Regions from separate parts of the Mus musculus genome. Here regions 2, 3 and 4 are each linked to region 1. A link is a contact called in public HiChIP or PLAC-seq and promoter capture Hi-C data. All regions are on one chromosome and are shown on one strand. Each heading gives the region's core, a stretch centred on a gene start, on an enhancer-like site or on the middle of the called end of the contact. The rest is flanking DNA. Distances are from core to core; before and after follow the strand shown. Region 1 overlaps Mcu (mitochondrial calcium uniporter). Region 2 has its middle 27 kb from the start of Pla2g12b. Region 3 overlaps Micu1 (mitochondrial calcium uptake 1). Region 4 overlaps Mcu (mitochondrial calcium uniporter).

Evidence for each region. Promoter capture Hi-C pulls out the DNA fragments that hold promoters and counts their contacts. HiChIP or PLAC-seq counts read pairs in DNA pulled down with a chosen protein or histone mark. Capture Hi-C pulls out chosen DNA fragments and counts their contacts.
Region 2: a contact with region 1 is called in an H3K27ac HiChIP or PLAC-seq map of large pre-B cells, with 2.0 times the contacts expected there. The contact joins two enhancer-like sites. A contact is called at or near these places in 2 of 484 Hi-C or Micro-C datasets (liver and myocytes) and 2 of 115 datasets of contacts at active chromatin or transcription factors (large pre-B cells and memory CD8 T cells).
Region 3: a promoter capture Hi-C map of adipose tissue shows a contact between it and region 1. The contact joins two enhancer-like sites. A contact is called at or near these places in 1 of 484 Hi-C or Micro-C datasets (embryonic fibroblasts), 3 of 115 datasets of contacts at active chromatin or transcription factors (bone marrow-derived macrophages, double positive thymocytes and pancreatic cancer cells) and 3 of 9 other capture datasets (adipose tissue, liver and pancreatic islet).
Region 4: a promoter capture Hi-C map of the HPC-7 cell line shows a contact between it and region 1, with 2.3 times the contacts expected there. The contact joins two enhancer-like sites. A contact is called at or near these places in 5 of 39 promoter capture datasets (the 3T3-L1 cell line, the HPC-7 cell line, hippocampal neurons and 2 more), 7 of 484 Hi-C or Micro-C datasets (the AML12 cell line, embryonic fibroblasts, embryonic stem cells and 2 more), 1 of 115 datasets of contacts at active chromatin or transcription factors (bone marrow-derived macrophages) and 3 of 9 other capture datasets (adipose tissue, embryonic stem cells and liver).

The regions. Positions count from the first base shown.
Region 1 is chr10:59,588,029-59,590,993 of GRCm38.p6, forward strand. All of the region lies in intron 1 of Mcu (mitochondrial calcium uniporter), which reads right to left. Among named protein-coding and RNA genes, the nearest start is that of Gm40671, 14 kb to the left of the region's middle. Within about 2 kb of position 1,558, at least 137 of the 459 cell types and tissues checked have an H3K27ac peak or open chromatin away from gene starts, as enhancers often do. A contact at or near this core is called in the HPC-7 cell line, adipose tissue and bone marrow-derived macrophages, where this site is marked.
Region 2 is chr10:59,375,488-59,378,452 of GRCm38.p6, forward strand. No RefSeq gene overlaps it. Among named protein-coding and RNA genes, the nearest start is that of Pla2g12b, 27 kb to the right of the region's middle. Within about 2 kb of position 1,549, at least 10 of the 459 cell types and tissues checked have an H3K27ac peak or open chromatin away from gene starts, as enhancers often do.
Region 3 is chr10:59,734,174-59,737,138 of GRCm38.p6, forward strand. All of the region lies in intron 3 of Micu1 (mitochondrial calcium uptake 1), which reads left to right. Among named protein-coding and RNA genes, the nearest start is that of Micu1, 33 kb to the left of the region's middle. Within about 2 kb of position 1,433, at least 33 of the 459 cell types and tissues checked have an H3K27ac peak or open chromatin away from gene starts, as enhancers often do. A contact at or near this core is called in adipose tissue and bone marrow-derived macrophages, where this site is marked.
Region 4 is chr10:59,452,385-59,455,349 of GRCm38.p6, forward strand. It overlaps Mcu (mitochondrial calcium uniporter), which reads right to left. Exons shown (of 8, transcript NM_001033259.4): 6 at 2,562-2,765. Among named protein-coding and RNA genes, the nearest start is that of Oit3, 12 kb to the left of the region's middle. Within about 2 kb of position 1,502, at least 24 of the 459 cell types and tissues checked have an H3K27ac peak or open chromatin away from gene starts, as enhancers often do. A contact at or near this core is called in the HPC-7 cell line, where this site is marked.

The sequences.
Region 1 (2,965 bases), core at 308-2,807:
CCTACAGTCCTGACTATCTAAGAGGCTGGGATTGCAAGACGTTTCATCCCAGAGTTCAAGGCCAGCCTGAGCACTCAGTAAGACCTGTTACCAAAACAAAAATAGCTTTCTCAGGGTATGGCCACCAGGCACTAAAACCACAAATAAGTTTTAAAAGACAGGCAAAGGGAAATCGAGAGATGGTTCTCAAACAGAAATGGTATCCGGCAGTGCCCAAAGCCACAGCTGAGAGGAGCATGCTACCTGAGCCTGCTGGGTAGGGACCAGGGATGCGGCTACACATTATATGGGAGAGGTTTCCAATCAAGGATCCGCTCACTCAGAACAGCAGTGGTGTGAAGGCTGATTAACGGAGTACAACCTCCCACGCTTGCTTCTGTTAGCTCATCTAAAGCCCACATGTCATTCTGAGGTAGGAGAGTACTAGATAAATCTGGATTGTGCTCCCCTTATAGGGGCCAAGTTTTACAAATGGAAAAGACTTAGCAGGAAGCAGGGTCGACTTTGTTCAGTGTTGAAATTCTGCCTTCCAAAGGCAAATTATGGTTGGCGTAGTAGCTCAGCAATTATAGGCCCTTGTCACCAAGACAAGCCTGACAAGATGGGCCCCATATGGTGGTAGGAGAGAACCAGCTCCCACAGGTGTCTTATGAACTCCACATATACACCAAGGCAGGTATGCACACACACACACACACACACACACACACACACACACACACACACACTCACACTGAATACAAAATGAACTTGTAGGACTGATTTCATTTATAAAAAGACCAAAACGGCAGGGATTTTTTTAATCACTTAACTATATAATGTAATTATTCTTTTGTCCTTGGTGACGATGCTGGGGAATCAAACCACAGCATGATGCCCGGTACGTGATCTGTCTCCGAGGTATATCTCCAGGCTAGGCTCAAACTCTCTCCTTCTGCCTCCACTTCCACAGCGCTGCAACAAAGGCATGTGTCATCACACCCAGGTCATTGTACAAATGGAAAGACTACCAGCTCACCTTTGAGACGGCAGGCTGTACCTACACTGAAGCCATCGGGAGACCTGGCATACTGTAAGCAACTGTAACCACAATCCTCAGGTCTACCAAGATACAAAGAATCAAGAAGTCATTGTCTCAAGGTCCACCAGGATGGGACACTGACATCCCCCTTCATCCCCTTCTCCCATCTCTTCGTTCTCCTGACCAGACACTGTCTTCCTAATATCTCCTGTCTTTGCTAGATCCTCATGCCAGTCTCCTGAACCATGCGCAGATGACACTAGTCACCCCATGGCATCTCAGAGCCCACAGAGTTTCAGTTATACAGGTGTGTCTTTCCTGTATTCACATATACACCAAGGCAGGTATGCACACACACACACACACACACACACACACACACACACACACACACACTCACACTGAATACAAAATGAACTTGTAGGACTGATTTCATTTATAAAATCCCTAGTACACCTCAGAGGAGGGAAGGGGGTAAGAGCAGTGACCTCAGACTTAGTTCAAATAAAGTCTCTCCCAGTTACTTCACCACACACTTCCTCTTCTTACCCATAACCACATCTTCCTTCAACCGGAAGCCCATATAACACCGAGACCGCCCTCGGTTACCCCAAATTGTAGGCAGGGGCTTTTCATTTGTCTCTCAGCAGGAATATGCTTTACCTGTGTCCTCGAAAGGATGGTAAGCCTTCAGTCAGCCCTTCTGTAACTACTCAAATCTAAACTGATCTTCTAATTACTCTTCCAAATTCCCCGTGGTTTTTAACCGCTTAGGACTTTTAAACACTCTTTTTCGGGGGAGGGAGGAATTCTCATCTTCTAAAGCCTGCCTCCCGTGATAGAAATCGAAGGCTGACTTTCCCAGCCTCTCTTTGCAAACAGGGTGGCAGCTCTATGGCCATGTTCTGCCACTCTGGTATTCTGGTTAGGAAGCAGATGCCATCACGGAGGTGGTGCCATGGAATCCACGCTGACCAGAGTGAAACCAGCTCTCCTTCCCAAAGCGAAAGCGGCAGAAGTCCTCGTGGTTCAAGTGGCACTTAGTAATGACAAGGCAGGGCCAACACTTGTTCCCGGTGCGAACGCAGAGCAGTGGGGTCTGCAGTGACTTTAGCCCAGTGGTAGAACGCTGGCGTCGATCCTGACTGATTCTCAGCTCTCTGTGAACTCCAGAGCACACTTTTTAGATCACTTTTTCCTGTTTACTGTAAGCAGGGGGGGCCTGCCGTTTGCAACTACAAACTCTGGTTCACCCCTCGCACCTTTTTCCCACACAGTTCAACGATGAGGTGCTTCCTTATGACTTACTGCATTTGTGGCTGACTGTGAAGCCAGGGATGCTGTGTGCACCGCTCATCTCCATTAACCCAGGACTTAGGACAGTGCTTTACTATGCAGACACATACCCATGACCCAGTTGAAAGAAACTCAACGTCATCAGTGTTATGAGAGTCAAAAGCTAAAAATTAGGACTAACCTGGGCCAGAGAAGTCACACAGGGTTTACAAAGAAGATGACACATCTGCAGGCGATTGAGAAGACAACAGTCTGCAGTCGGGGTGTGGAGAGAGAGAGAGATGCGTGACTTCCGAAGAATGGGAAAGGATGTGGCAAGTGCGGAGAGATGGCTGTTAAGGAAAAGGGCGCTGAGCTCGGAGAGTCTATCATCCGCCATGCATATGAGCTGGATTCTGAATGGCTCTGCACGCTAGGCCTGGAGAAGGCTGGATGCGATGATGCTCTAAGAACACTAATCCTCAATGAGTATTTTCATCTGTTCTTTATTCTAGATGTTATCTTCTGTGCAAAACTACAACAGCTACCCACACATTTTCTACACAGTTCCCTCTCCAAACACTGCCGCTCTATATTTATCTGTTCAAGCTGAGAGACTACAAGAGGAGAAGATCCTTATAATTAATCCTCTTGCAACCAAGCAAATAT
Region 2 (2,965 bases), core at 299-2,798, 210 kb before region 1:
CTAGGAGAAAGCTGTTAGAGGTCAAACCTACCTTACAAAATAGAACATGGTGGCATTTCATTTTATAATCTAGAGAAATGAAGCAGTTGGAGTCACCAAGAACCTGTGTATGATTCCATGTGTTCAGAGTTGTAGAGCAAGCATACATATAATGAGAAAAGAATAGGGAGAGAGGAGGATTAGAGACCTGATATCTGACTTTTCTTCAGCTAGTAATGGAAACATTTCTACGTTGTGTGAACTAGGGGAGGTTTGCACACACTGGAGAAATGGAGGTGGGAGGATCAGAAATTCAAGGTTGTCCTGCCCCATCGTTAGGTCAAGGCTAGCCTGGGATACATGGCACCCTGTGTCCCAAGAACAAATATCTGGTGGTGACTACAATCCTATGACCAAGCCGTTGGATGAAAACTAAAATGTATAATAACTCTATAAAATATATACCTCAAGTAAGTTGGACGGTATGAAATATATGCCTCAGAGCCATTTTTTAAAAGCTAGAAAAATAACAGAAATAAATGAAATGTAAACTGGGCCGACCTCAGAGAAATTTAAAGAAGCCAAAACCTCCAGCTAAGAAAATTGCCAATATCTTTATGACAAATTGGGAAGATTATGATATTAACAAATTTCTTAAAAGAGAAATTGCTAAAATCTCAAAAACTCAGAATATCCCCATTATTGAATTAAGAAATTAAATACTTAAAAATGTTACCAAAAGGCGATACATTAAACTACCACACATAAAGAATCCACCAACCCTATACAGATGACTTCAGACGCTCCAAATTTCCCAGCATACCTTAAGAAACATCACTGATCTCTAAGCAGTCTAAGGAAGTCTAAGGGAAGAAATCGTCAGTCATGAACATAAATGCAAAATACTCTTAAATCTAACCAACTCTAACAGTATACCTAGTTCAACAAGAATATCAAAGTTGGGGCCAGTGCGATGCCTCTGTGGGTAAAGGCACTGTGGCTAAGCCTGACCACAGGAGTTCAATCCCAGGAGTTCACAGAGCAGGAGAGAGCTGACTCCCACAAATTGTACTCTGACTTCATACGCATGCTGTGGCAAACGCACGTGTAGCTCTCAAAGAAATAGATGTAATAAAACAAGCAAACAGACAGACACAAAGTCATGTTCATCTCAAAAACCTAAGATTGGTTTAAAGATCCAAATTCCACCTGAGTAATTTATCATATTAGCAAGTAAATGGAGGGGAGAAATACGTGATCATTTCAGTAGCTGCAGAGAATGAATAGGACAAATACCAGTATTGCTGATGATGTTCTTATAAGTGAGCCAAGTGTGATGACACATGATTGTGGTCCTTGGCTCAGGTAGGAAGCTTGCTCCAAGTTCAAGGCCAGCCTGTGCTGTAAAGCAAGTTTCAGGCCTGTCAGACCCTGCCTCAAATAAAACATAAATTCCCTCAACTTGACGAGTGGCTTTTCAGAGATCTTGTTCTGCTCCACTTAGCAGTAAAAGACTGGATGTTGCTTTCAGTGTGGCAACAGCTTTCCTCAGGGGTGTTTAGCATTGTGTTTGGGGTCCCAGTCAGTAAGAGAAGGAGAGGCGTACACACCCAACAGGATGCAGCTGTCCTCATAGCTGGCTTGAGCAAGTTTGTAAAACATCCCAGAGGAATCTACAGAACTCTCACAGGGGAGCTTAGCAAGAGTGCAACACACTCTACACAGAAATGAATGACAGTTTCTAAGCACAATGTATGATGGCCTCAAAAATATGTAAATTAAATTTTGCCAACACAAACAGAAGCTGAGTTCTTAAAAATGGGACTTCTGAGAAGTGTTAGAAAGGTGTGCATAAATAAAGAAGGGCCATTCTGAGGTAAGAAAATGTCCTATATCCTGGTGGCAGTACTGAGGTAGGGACATCTGTCAAGAGCAATTTATAGTGCATTCAGAATGTGTGCATTTTTGTGTAAATTGTCAGCAAGGTTTGATGAGAGTGTGTGTGTGTGAGAGAGAACAACTAGGCAGTTTAAAACAAATTAAAAATAAAATAAAAATATCAGAAACAGCCAGGCATGCTTTTAATTCCAACACTGGAGGTAGAGGCAGGTGGATCTCTTGAGTTCGAGGCCAGCCTGGTCTACAGATCGAGTTCAGAGTGCCAGTGCTACATAGTAAGACCTTGCCTTAGAAAAGAAAAAAATCCAACAAATGAAAATATCAGAAACAAGTATTGCTTGTCCTGTGACTGTAATGATGGTTAAAATATTAAGTATTTTAAACATTTGCTAATAGAATCCATATTAGACATGTTATTGTTATGAAAAAGGGTCTGGTATTTGTGTCAAAGAAGACAAAACAGAAGTCCTACAAGTGAATTAGAATCTCAAGATGACCAAGGCCGGCCTTGAACTTGCTTTATGGTGAAGGTGGACCTTGAACTCCTGATCCTGGCTGTATCTCCCGAGTGCTGAGATTATATTTCTGAACCCCTGCCCAGTGGGAATGGGAGCTCCCTGCTCAAACCAGCCGAACCTGCTCAAACCAGCCGAACCTGCCATACGTTCCTGGCGAGTATCACGTTAGACTGTGAAGCCAATTTTGAAATATTCTACTTAAGACCAGAACTAAGGTTAGGACGCACGTCAGCACTCCTTCCTGGGAATGGTTCTGAGGCTTGGTTTGACTTTTCCCAGGCACTGGGGATTAAATCCAGGACCTCAAACATGGTAAACATACCCGGCCACATTCCAGTCCTCAGGATGGTTATGGAGGAGAGCACAAATATATAAAGAGCAATACAGGAACAGTTCCGAGGGCTTCTCCTGCCCTCTCCAATTCCTTTCCAAATAGGTCGTAGGAACTGGCCTAGATTTCACCGCATAGACACCCCTAGGGGCAATGACTTGTACAAAGCTTTTGATCTTTTGGGAAGCCTCGTGGTGGTGGCATCTCAGTCTTCCAGAGCTTTTGTAGTCAGCTTGTG
Region 3 (2,965 bases), core at 183-2,682, 150 kb after region 1:
TTAATGCTTAACATTATCATAGATGGGGCTGGAAAGATGGCTCAGTGGTTAAGAGCAGTTGACTGCTCTTCCAGAGGTCCCATATTCAATTCCCAGCAACCACATGGTGGCTCACAATTATCTGTAATGGGGTCTGATGCCCTCTTCTGGTGTGTCTGAAGATGGCTACAGTATAGTCACATATATAAATTTTTAAAAAGAAATTTTTTTAAACTCATTATCATAGATATACTGAATTTGTGATATTTCTGGTTTGCTATGTCAAAGCAAACCACTAAAGCAGAAAATAACGGGACAATAATATTTGTGGAGGAACATACAATTCCCAGAAAGGAAATAGTTGTGGACAGCCTAAACTATGACCACAGCCTCAGGGCACTGCCACTTTACCTCAGAAAAGTTTAAGTTTGGCTATAATAACGCTCGTGATGTCAGACACTGGACTCTGTGTTTCAGCAACACTCAGAAGGGTTGTTTCTTAGATAACTTGAAACAGTCAAAATCAAATCAACATTTATTAAGCTGCTTCCATTTATAGCCCCGCCTTCTCTGTAGCAGATGACAAGGACTCCTGCATCGCAGTGACACTAAAGCTACCAGTGTGATTTATGAATTTGTAACTCCTGATGCTATAAAACCTAACTGAGCTCTGTCAGGAATAGTTCTTATTCTTCCCTACCTAGGCTCACAGGAAGAGCTGTCTCCCCTCCCTCTCTTCAGGGACGCTCATTGTGCGTGTCACTCCCCAAGAGTCTGTCTCATTCTTTCTCACGTCTCTGTTCTGTTGGGTCTTTGTTTTTTCTTTTAAGTAACATAAATATGGTAAGAATTCTTCTGTCTATAATTTAATAATCATAGCCACAATTTATTAATGCCAAGTTTTTTAGTATTTTAGTTTTTTAAAATCAGAAAATATACAGTCTATAAAAGCAAAAATTACAAAGTATATACAAATATATCTAATAAGTAAAACCAAAAATTTTACTGAATACTTCTTTATGAAGAAAAGACTAGGCCTGGCTCCATGAGTCAAGGCCCTTGCTACCAAGCCCGTGACCTGAGTTTGATCTCTGGAACCTCAACCCAAATGTTGGAAGAGAGAATCAACTTCCTCTAGTCATTCTCAGATCTCCATATGCATGCACATACAAGCGCGCGTGCATATGCACACACACACACACAGAGAGGGAGAGAAAGGGAGGGAGGGAGGGAGAGAGAGAGAGAGAGAGAACATGGAGAAAGACTGTGTGATAAACTACATTTTTTCAAGTTGTAAACTTTTAGGAACCTTCTCTCTTCTCCTGAGTTCAGGAGTTTGCATCATTTTGCAAGAGACCACCTCTCCCAAGAGCTCTCTCGTGTCTCCCGGGTGTGCTGGGACGCAGCCGTATGTCCTTCCCGAGCAGCCGTATGTCCTTCCCGAGCAGCCGTGTTTTACTATGAGGAAGTTCTTTCTTACTTGGCCACAATATCATGTTTAGCTTTTATCCACACCCTTGCTTCTGCTTTTCACATGTGATGTCCAGATTTTGTTTAAACTGCTTTTCTACATAACAAAATATATATGCAGGGTGCCACAAATGGATTGGATTTTTTAATCTGTGTTTTATTTTTCCTTATTTTAAATGATCCTCTTTCCTCCACTTCCTGAATGCTGAGAGTATATGTATTCCATGGCCCAATACAGCATAGATCTTTATAATAATTGCTTCCTTTCATTTTGGGGAAAGTTTAGAAAACTCAGCAGCGTACTTGTTTAGACTTTGCATTTTCAAACTGGCAGTGCAAGCCATTAATTTTGATCTTAGGACATTGCCTCCCCAGGGACAGTGTAACTCATCATTATCTGTCACTGTAATGGGTCCTGATAGCTGTCTAGTTACTCAGTCTTCTGCGTTAACCTCTGTGAAGGTGAGGATGGTGGAAGTTTTGCCTTGGACCAGATGTCCCAGCCTGGCCTTCCCCTCAAGGAAGCCTTGGGGAAACCCTGCTTATGCCACAAGGCAGGCAGAAGTCAACAGGCTCAGAGGCATCTGGGTCATGTGCAGCTGGACGAAGTTCCCCTGCCCCCAAGGGAGGAACGGTTTTCACCCCACCCAGGACAGAGGCCTCTTATTGACATCCCGTCACTGGCCGCTTTCTTCTCAGGCTAGGCCAGAAGCTGATCTGCTTCCCTTGCTGTGGTCTGCTGTCTGCTTGTCAGCCATTATACACAGCTGGGTGGTTACTTGGCAGTGCCCGGCCTAGAGGGACTACCTAATGACCAGGCACTTTCAGCTTGTTAGATGGGCGAGTTCCGTATGCTGCTGCTGGAATGGAGGCGTTTGTAAATGGGAGTTCAGGAGTTTGCACGATTTTTGAAAGAGACCACCTCTCCCAAGAGCTCTCTTGTCTCTCCCGGGTGTGGTGTTCAGGCCAGTAAGAACATAGGGATTTAGCGGTTCCTGGCCTTTTGATCCTGCAGCAGCAGCAGTAGCAGCAGCAGCAGCAGCAGCAGCAGCAGCAGCAGCAGCAGCAGCAGCAGCAGCAGCAGCAGCAGCAGCAGGATAGAGGCGCCTTTCCTCCCCTTGGCCGCCTTTCACAGTAGTGGGCAGGAGAGTGAGCTCTTCTGCTTCTCTCATCTGGATCTAGCATTCATCACGAGACGTGATTATTTCATCTTGCTGTTTTAATGTTAGCCCTCCCCACGTCCCACGTGGATGCTAAGGACTGAACTTAGGACCAAGCGAGAACTCTGTAATCAAACTATTTCCCTCCAACCTAATGATACATGTGATGCAGAGGAGACAGGCTCCAGGCCGTTTAACCGTTCAAGTTTCCTGTGGTTGGATTCTATTGACACTTTAAGTGCTGTTCAGCTCCTTCAGTCCCTGTATCATTTGAGTATTGGTTTGACTCTGAAGTTTGATAAGACGTGGGTGTGGTCCCAATAGCCACACTAGTTGTGGTACTATTTCCTGTTCTC
Region 4 (2,965 bases), core at 252-2,751, 140 kb before region 1:
TCCCATCTCATTACAGATGGCTGTGAGCCACCGTGTGGTTGCTGGGAATTGAACTCAAGACCTTTGGAAGAGCAGTCAGTGCTCTTAACCGCTGAGCCATCTCTGCAGCCCCCGCCGCTGGTATTTCTACTGTTATTCTAGATCCAGGTGACTTCGTTTTCAGAAATAACTACTCACAAATGAACTCAACAGAGGGAAACGGGATATAAACATTTATCAGGAAGGGAAGCTTGGGGGCAGGACACACTCGGGTTCAGTTCCTGGGCCTACGGTTTTCAACATGTAATTCTTTTCCTAACAAGCCTTACTTCTTCATCTGTAGAATGGGTATGTAGTTACAGAATTGAGACTAACTAAATGAGTGGCTATATATTCATGCTTTTTGATATAAAATATATGATTCACCTCGGAAAAAGGTGCACAGACATTTTTGCAGATGTGAGAGGGCTTAATCTTTTCATAATCAAAGAAATGCAAAATCCATAGGGAAATGCCATTTTAAAAATTTTGCTGACTGACTGGAAAGAATACATCAAAGAGTTTCTGAATTTAAGATGTAACTGGAAAGGTTCTAGTGTGTGCCCAAGGGTGTGGCTGCCTTTTATTTTCATTTGTTCACTTCATTCAGTCCTTGAGATATAAGGAACCACACATGTTATAGAACAAGGGAGTGAGATGTGGATGACACCAGGCTATGCAGGTGTGGTGGAGCACATGAGTAACCATGGCACACTGAAGGCCCAGGCAGATGCCAGGCCACACTGAGTTACAAAGTGTGAACCTGTTCCCCAAAGCAAGCAAACCACAGCTTTACACACACACACACACACACACACACACACACACACACACAGACACACACACACACACAGACACACACACGTAAAAGATATTATAGTCTCCTTTGAAGGAAAAGACACTGAACTAATAATTGTGATAACGCACAGTGCAAGAACAATAGAATAATACACTGCAGTGTTTCACGGGAAACGGGAGACAAGGAGCTGTAGGAAACTGGTTAGACGTTTCTGAAAGGTGGAAATTCAAGTAAGCCTTGAAATAGAATGGAAAGGAACAAGGAGAGCATTCCATACTGAAGACTGGCATGGGGAGGGGAGGGCAGAGGAGGGCAGAGGAGGGAAGAGGAGGGGAGGGGAGAGGAGGGGCCCCTGGGGACTAGAACACAGTGCAAACACAGGTGAGCTGAGAGTCATTTAAGAATGGACAGCATCAGTTGTGAAAGCCCTGGCTGAGGAGGAGGAAGAGGGAAACTGAGGCAGGCTGCTGGGCGGATGGCATGCTTGCCAGCTCTGCTCCCTCAGTGACTGCTGTGAGTCACAGGATCACAGCAGACCCGGGTAAGCATTCAGAGGACTGGACAGTCCACTTTCTGCCTTCCCTGCTAGGTATGTATGGGAGGCTGGGAAAGGTTCATTACAACCCCCACACAACCCTAGAGGCACAGTCACTGATCTAACGGCAGGAGGGACATGCCCAGTTCAAAAGCAGCCGCAGGAAGCAGCTCTTAGTCTGCTTTAGACAGAAAAGGGAACCTGGGGAGTCTTGTGTGTCTCAGCTGCTTCAAATGTTTGTTATTCAAGGCTATGCTGCTTAGATCCAGTATGAGAGACATAGAGACAAGTGCTACAAGGGCGCGGGTCTCAGGTACAACACAGCTCAGCAGTGGAGCATGGGGCTCAGGCACAGCTCAGCGGTGGAGGTGGGGCTCAGATACAGCTCAGCGGTGGAGGTGGGGCTCAGGTTTAGCTCAGCGGTGGAGTGTGGGGTTCAGGTTTAGCTTAGTGGTGGAGTGTGTGTCTAGGTTCAGCTCAGCGGTAGAGCGTGTGTCTAGCATACGAGAGACTCTCAGTTCGATCACCGGCACATTCAAAAAGCTATAATCCATCATACTTCTCAAAATGACGCCATGGATTTCCATGACACTTGAACCAACAAAATCTGTCAACAAAACTCGGTTCTAGATACTGGCATTCACTAAGCTGGCCTTGGTTGATAGCGAACTGGCTGAAGGTAAACTGGCTGAGTACCTACTGGTCACCTCTTTAGGGAAGTCAAAACATCCTTGAATGTACACAGAAGCAGCTTAGAGTTTAGTCTATGCATTCGATTAATTATAAGGAATTCTCCATTCCTAAAATTCAATAAAAAATCTATGACAGTTACCACCCAACTGTTACAGTAATTACATAAATACAGAAAATCAGGCCAGTAGGGCTGGGAGGTAGCTCAGAGGCAGAGCACCTGTCTAGTGTCTATGAGGGTTTGAGCCTCAGCACTGTAAAAATAATATTACAAATAGCAAAGAAATAAATATCAAGCAAAATGGTGAGCACGTCTCCTATGGAGGCACACTTCCATGCTTGTCGTACCGCAATCTCAATTCTGGAAGCAACTCTGCACATGCACCCTAGTGGCCCAGGCCGTGTCCTACACATCCCTCTCTATGTTGAGCGCAGCCAACCTTGCCGACCCATAACTGAGAGCTGGCCTGGTCGGCTCCATTCCCAGTTGGTAAAAGAGATGCGAAGAGGAGTCCTCACCTGGCGCGTCATTACAAAATACGCATACATGGCCATGGCGCTTCCGTACGTGATGAAGTAGGTGACGGGCTCCATGATGTCCCACGAGTACTCCCACCAGGTGAGCCGGGCCAGAATGCCAAACTGGGTGGCCATGTAGGCCAGGCCTCCCCACAGCACCAGAGTGGTCCTCTTCTCTGCTTTTCTGCTAATTTCAATTCGTACCTATTGGGCACACGTGGACAACATCAGTCACAGGCTTTTAGAACCAACTCCGCAGCTGTTTTTTTTTTTTTTTTAACTGCCCTACATCCGCTAACGGAACAGGGTCTACCAACAAGCTGCAGTCAATCCCCCAGACGTAACCGGTTTCCTAAATAACAGCGGCAGAGTTCACTGAACAGAAGATTTCTGAGTGCTATCAG